Regions from separate parts of the Ovis aries genome. Here region 1 is linked to region 2. The links are chromatin contacts, called in public Hi-C maps. All regions are on one chromosome and are shown on one strand. The core of a region is the stretch at or near the end of the contact, and the rest is flanking DNA. Distances in the headings are between cores, read along the strand shown. Region 1 overlaps KIF13A (kinesin family member 13A). Region 2 holds the start of NHLRC1 (NHL repeat containing E3 ubiquitin protein ligase 1).

What was found. Hi-C and Micro-C count contacts between places; a contact is called where the count stands out from the background.
Region 1: a Hi-C map of liver shows a contact between it and region 2, with 5 times the contacts expected there. The contact joins the enhancer-like site here to the promoter of NHLRC1 in region 2. A contact is called at or near these places in 7 of 16 Hi-C or Micro-C datasets (blood, hypothalamus, liver and 2 more).

Annotation. Positions count from the first base shown.
Region 1 is chr20:38,895,930-38,898,727 of ARS-UI_Ramb_v3.0, forward strand. The region is part of intron 4 of KIF13A (kinesin family member 13A); the gene reads left to right. Among named protein-coding and RNA genes, the nearest start is that of KIF13A, 100 kb to the left of the region's middle. Within about 2 kb of position 1,327, at least 30 of the 54 cell types and tissues checked have an H3K27ac peak or open chromatin away from gene starts, as enhancers often do. A contact at or near this core is called in hypothalamus and liver, where this site is marked.
Region 2 is chr20:38,722,691-38,725,457 of ARS-UI_Ramb_v3.0, forward strand. It overlaps NHLRC1 (NHL repeat containing E3 ubiquitin protein ligase 1), which reads left to right and starts at 1,391. Exons shown (of 1, transcript XM_027958731.3): 1 at 1,391-2,767. The coding sequence starts at 1,471. The coding sequence ends at 2,655.

The sequences.
Region 1 (2,798 bases), core at 77-2,576, 170 kb after region 2:
TCCCTACTCCCAGATTTTTTGATCCCACGCAACCCTACCTTCTTCCGCTTTCCTTTCTTTGTCCACATCTATTCCTTGGGGCTTCCCTCGTAGCTCAGAGGTGAAGAATCCACCTGCAGTGCAGGAGATGTGGGTTCGATCCCTGGCTAGGGAAGATCCCCTGGAGGAGAAAATGGCAACCCACTCCAGTATTCCTTCCTGGATAATTCCATGGACAGAGAAGCCTGGTGGGCTACAGTCCATGGAGTTGCAAAGAGTCAGACATGCTGAGCAACTGAGCATGCATACACATTCCTTAGGGCTGCGGTCCCCAAGCTTTTTGACCCTAGGGATTGGTTTCATGGAAGACAATTTCTCCATGGACTGGGCGGGGAGTTCGGGATGATTCAAGCACATTACATTTATCGTGTGCTTTATTTCTATTATTGTTACATCAGCTCCACTTCAGATCATTAGGTATTAGATCCTGGAGGTTGGGGAACCCTGCCCTAGAGTTATTTCTTGGCACCCAGAGACATTGCTTCACTTACCTGGGTGCGTTTATGGGGTGGATAATAATAATAACAACAGACAGTAGAATCCTGAGCACTAGGTTCCCAGCACTACGCTCATTCTTTTACCTGCAGCAGATCATTTAATTGTCAAAATGCCCAATCAGTAGAATCTGATATTGGCCCCGTTTTACAGAAGAGGAAACTGAGGTTCAGAGAGGCCCTGCTGCTTGTAGGAGAGCTGAATGCAGTGGTAAAGGTGAATCTGGGTCCATGACAAGTACGTGTGAGGACTTTGTGGATTCTGCTGCAATCCTGGGCCCTCCACTCTTTTCTCTCATCCCAGCAGGAGGCTGTGCTTAGGAAATCATTCAATCAAATGTTGAAGTGTTCTGGCTTGGCATCTAGCCAGGAATAATACTGTTCGCCTTCTCCCTCCTGTCGGAAGTTCTCTGGAATCCTGACTGCCTGTGTTTGGTTTGGCTTTCTTCTTCCCTCGCCTCAAGTGCTGTCAGTCCCATGCACCCCACAGTCCAGAAGAGATACTGAGTCAGACCTGCCTCTGTGTCAGAGACTGTGGCAAACCGTCAAGCAGGTGGGGATGAAACACAGTGACTTTTTCAGCAGCTGTTAAATGTGAAAGCACCCTCCTGAAAATAACTCCAAAATGCGTTTTCTGCTGAGGCGGGCCCCACAGGTCTTTCCTCCGGGGCCCCGATGCCTGACCCTCCTCCCTGCATGACTCAGCCACTTTATCAGGCGACAGAGAAAGGCGCTGAAGTTCACCGCCAGCTCGTGACGGGCCCCAGCGCTGTCGCTGGGCTGGGCACGTCTGTCCGGGTGAGTCACCCAGGCCGTGCTGTGAGGAGGGCTGCTGCGGACTGCGGGGCTGGCCGCTCCCAAAGGCCACTGTGGAAAACGGCCCGCGTCGACCTTTACGCTCCAGGCCTAGGTTCTCGGGGTCCTGGTTCTTACCCAGCCCCTCGAGGGCAACCTTCTGTAGCTGACTAAAACTTAAATCTCATGTCACCGAGTCAAGCCTTGAAAGCCCTAGTCCTGCTATCTAAAGTCTGTAGTTTGGGGTCATTTAATGTCAACCAGGTTTAAGGCCTCTACCTGTGACCGTTTCTGAGAGTTGTGCTAATTGGGGGAGAGATTTACCGAGATGCAGCCCTCGCCCCTTCGGGTTTGTGTGTGGAGCCTGACGTCTCTCACCCCATCCAGGTGCTTGGCTTGGGAGCCGTGCCACCTGCCAAGTCCAGACTCGTCACAGTCGCCAGGGCTGTCAGCCTCGGTTAGGAGTGGAAAAACACCCTCCCAAACGCGCAAGCCCAGGAATTCCAGGTCATAAATATATGCATTTTATTTTTTCACTCTAACTCCAGTGAGAAAAGAGATGGGAGAAAGAAGGAAGACTGGAGGTTCTGTTTAAAGTGATAAAATGGTGTTAAAATTCTGACTGCTCTTCTAGGTCACTACTTTAGAAATATTCTGTGCTTATGTTGTGTCCAACCCTGGATCTCCAAACTGAGTGCTTTGGTCAGCCCTGATCTATGTGAAGCTGGCTTGATTCATGCAGATTGTGAATGAGACAAGATTGTGCCCTCTTCGGGGCTTTCCCGGTGGCTCAGTGGTAAAGAATCTGCCTGCAGTGTGGGAGACTCAGGAGATGCGGGTTCGATCCCTGAGTTGGGAAGATCCCCTGGAAAAGGAAATGGCAACCCACTCCAGTATTCTTGCCTGGAGAGCCCCATGGACAGAGGAGCCTCCTGGGTTACAGTCCATGGGGTTGCAAGAGTTAGACACGACTGAAATGATAAAGCATGCATGCACGTGCCCTTTTTGAGTTTCTGGGGGTGTTTTGGCCACGCTGCCTGGCATGTGAAATCTTAGCTCCCTGACCAGGGATCGAACATGTGTCCCTTGCACTGGAAGTTCATAGTCTTACCCACTGGACCACTAGGAAGTCCCAAGGTCATGCCCTCTTAGTTTGTTCTCGCTTTTCCTAGAGCATAGTCACTGTGCAGAGTTGGCGTATGTATGGTATGCACTTTCCCACTCCCCTGGTTTCTCTTCCTCTGTACTTTGGTACCAGGGCCCTGCTATAGAGAGAATTCCCTTGCTTCCTCAGCTCCCAGTGCACATGCCTGGTAGCTCTGAGGCCATTACTGCTGTTCCCAGGAGGGACAGGCTGTGCACAAGTGTGGAGACTCAGGGTGTTAGCATTGGAGAGGTCTGTACCATGTGTGACTCAGGGCTGGGTGGGTCAGGTCTTCTGTGACTTGGCTTGCAGAAATTCCAATCAGG
Region 2 (2,767 bases), core at 141-2,640:
CAGGAGCCTGGCAGGCTACAGTCGATGGGATTGCAAAAGAGTCGGACATGACTTAGTGACTAAACAACAACAACTACTTACTATGAGAATGATAGAAGGTCCAAAAGAAAATGTGCGCACCTGCTTCATCCACTTGGGTTTTAATTTCCCTCGTGCATCTGTGTTTTCCCGATAGTTCATAAGCGTCATGAGCTCTGAGACTAGGTTTCACACCTGGCCAGCCCGAGCCCCTAGCACCCAGTGCTGCTGACAGGAAATCAGAGGGCACTTTGCTGGGTTCCAGGGGGCAGCCTGCTTGTCCTCAATAGGTGTCCTCAAGTGTAAAGGGAAGATGCTCCATCCATGATTGGTGTGAAGATTACAGATCTGACCATGTGCTGTGGATTGTTGTTCAGTCACTCAGTCCCGTTCAACTCTCTGCAACCCCATGGACTGCTGCACGCCAGGCTCCCCGTCCATCACCAACTCCCAGAGCCTACTCAAACTCATGTCCATTGAGTCGGTGATGCCATCCAACCGTCTCATCCTCTGTCGTCCCCTTCTCCTCCCGCCTTCATCTTTCCTAGCATCAGGGTCTTTTCCAATGAGTCATCTCTTCACATTAGGTGGCCAAAGTATTGGAGCTTCAGCATCAGTCCTTCCAACGAATATTCAGGACTGATTTCCTTTAGGATGGGCTGGTTGGATCTCCTTGCAGTCCAAGGGACTCTCAAGAGTCTTCTCCAACACCACAGTTCAAAAACATCAATTCTTTGGTGCTCAGCCTTCTTTATAGCCCAACTCTCACATCTATCCATACATCACTACTGGAAAAGCCATAGCTTTGACTATATGGACCTTTGTTGGCAAAGGAATGTCTCTGCTTTTTAATAACGCTGTCTAGGCTGTGGATCAGTTTCAGTTCAGTTGCTCAGTCGTGTCCGACTCTTTGCAACCCCATGGACTGCAGCACGCCAGGCTTCCCTGTCCATCACCAACTCCCAGAGCCTACTCAAACTCATGTCCATTGAGTCAGTGATGCCATCCAACCATCTCATCCTCTGTTGTCCCCCTTTCTTCCCGCCTTCCATCTTTCCCAGCATCAGGATCTTTTCCAATGAGTCGGTTCTTCGCATCAGGTGGCCAAAGTATTGGAGTTTCAGCTTCAGCATCAGTCCTTCCAATGAGTATTCTGTGGATCAGTTCAGTTGAGTTCAGTCGGTCAGTTGTGTCCGACTCTTTGCGACCCCATGGACTGCAGCACGCAGTCTACTCTGTGGATTAGAACTTGTTAAAATCCACTGTCCGCCTCTCCGGATACAGTGCCGCGCGCGCCCACAAGGGGGCGGCAGGTCTCGGCCGAGCGGCCGGACAAAGTGGACGTCAGGCCCAGCGGCCCCGCCCCGTGGCCGTGACCCCAGGCCGCGCCGGCGCGGCGTCCTGCTCTGCAGGCAGACGGCGCGGCCGGGCGTGCGGGGCGGGGGCCGCGCGATGGGGGCCGAGGCCGCTGGGAGCGGGCCGGCGCTGCGGGAGCTGCTGCGCGAGGCGGAGACCAGCCTGCTTGAGTGCAAGGTGTGCTTCGAGCGGTTCGGCCACCGCCAGCAGCGGCGCCCACGCAACCTGTCCTGCGGCCACGTGGTCTGCCTGGCCTGCGTGGCCGCCCTGGCGCACCCGCGGACGCTGGCCCTCGAGTGCCCCTTCTGCCGGCGGGCCTGCCGGGGCTGCGACACCAGCGACTGCCTGCCGGTGCTCCACTTCCTGGAGCTCCTGGGCTCCGCGCTGCGGCCGGGCCCGGCCGCCCCGCGCGCCGCGCCCGCCGCCGCGGGGGTCCTCACCTGCCAGCACGCCTTCGGCGGCTGGGGGACCCTGGTCAACCCCACCGGGCTGGCTCTGTGTCCCAAGACGGGGCGGGTCGTGGTGGTGCACGACGGTAAGAGGCGAGTCAAGGTCTTCGACTCCGGGGGAGGCTGCGCGCATCAGTTTGGAGAGAAGGGGGACGCCGCCCAGGACCTTCGGTACCCGGTTGACGTCACGGTCACCAGCGACTGCCACGTGGTCGTCACCGACGCCGGCGACCGCTCCCTCAAAGTATTTGACTTTTTCGGCCAGATCAAACTCGTCTTGGGAGGCCACTTCTGCTTGCCGTGGGGTGTGGAGACCACCCCGCAGAATGGGGTCTTGGTCACGGACGCGGAGGCGGGGTCCCTGCACCTCCTGGAAGTCGACTTTCCCGAAGGGGTCCTCCGGAGGACCGAAAGGTTGCAGGCTCACCTGCGTCGCCCGCGGGGGGTGGCGGTGTCCTGGCTCACCGGGGCCATCGCGGTCGTCGAGCACCCGCTGGGGCCCGGCACCTGCAGCAGCACTACCGTGAAGGTGTTCAGCGCGAGCATGCAGCTCATCGGCCAGGTGGACTCCTTTGGGCTAAGCCTCTTTTTCCCTTCCAAGATCACCGCCTCCGCCGTGGCCTTCGATCATCAGGGCAACGTGGTGGTTGCCGATACTTCCAGTCCGGCTGTCCTCTGTCTAGGCAAACCCGAGGAGTTTCCAGTGCTGAAGCCCATCGTCACCCACGGTCTTTCGCATCCCGTGGCGCTGACCTTCACTAAGGAGAGTTCTCTTCTTGTGCTGGACAGCGCGGCCCATTCTGTAAAAGTCTACAAGGTTGACTGGGGGTGATGGGGCGTGGTGGGGGTCCTGGGACCTGCTCCAGAAGCCCCGGAGCCGCCCCTGTTGAGCCCCGGATCAACAACTTAATCTTATCTATTCAACAGAGATGACTGTAACTGCC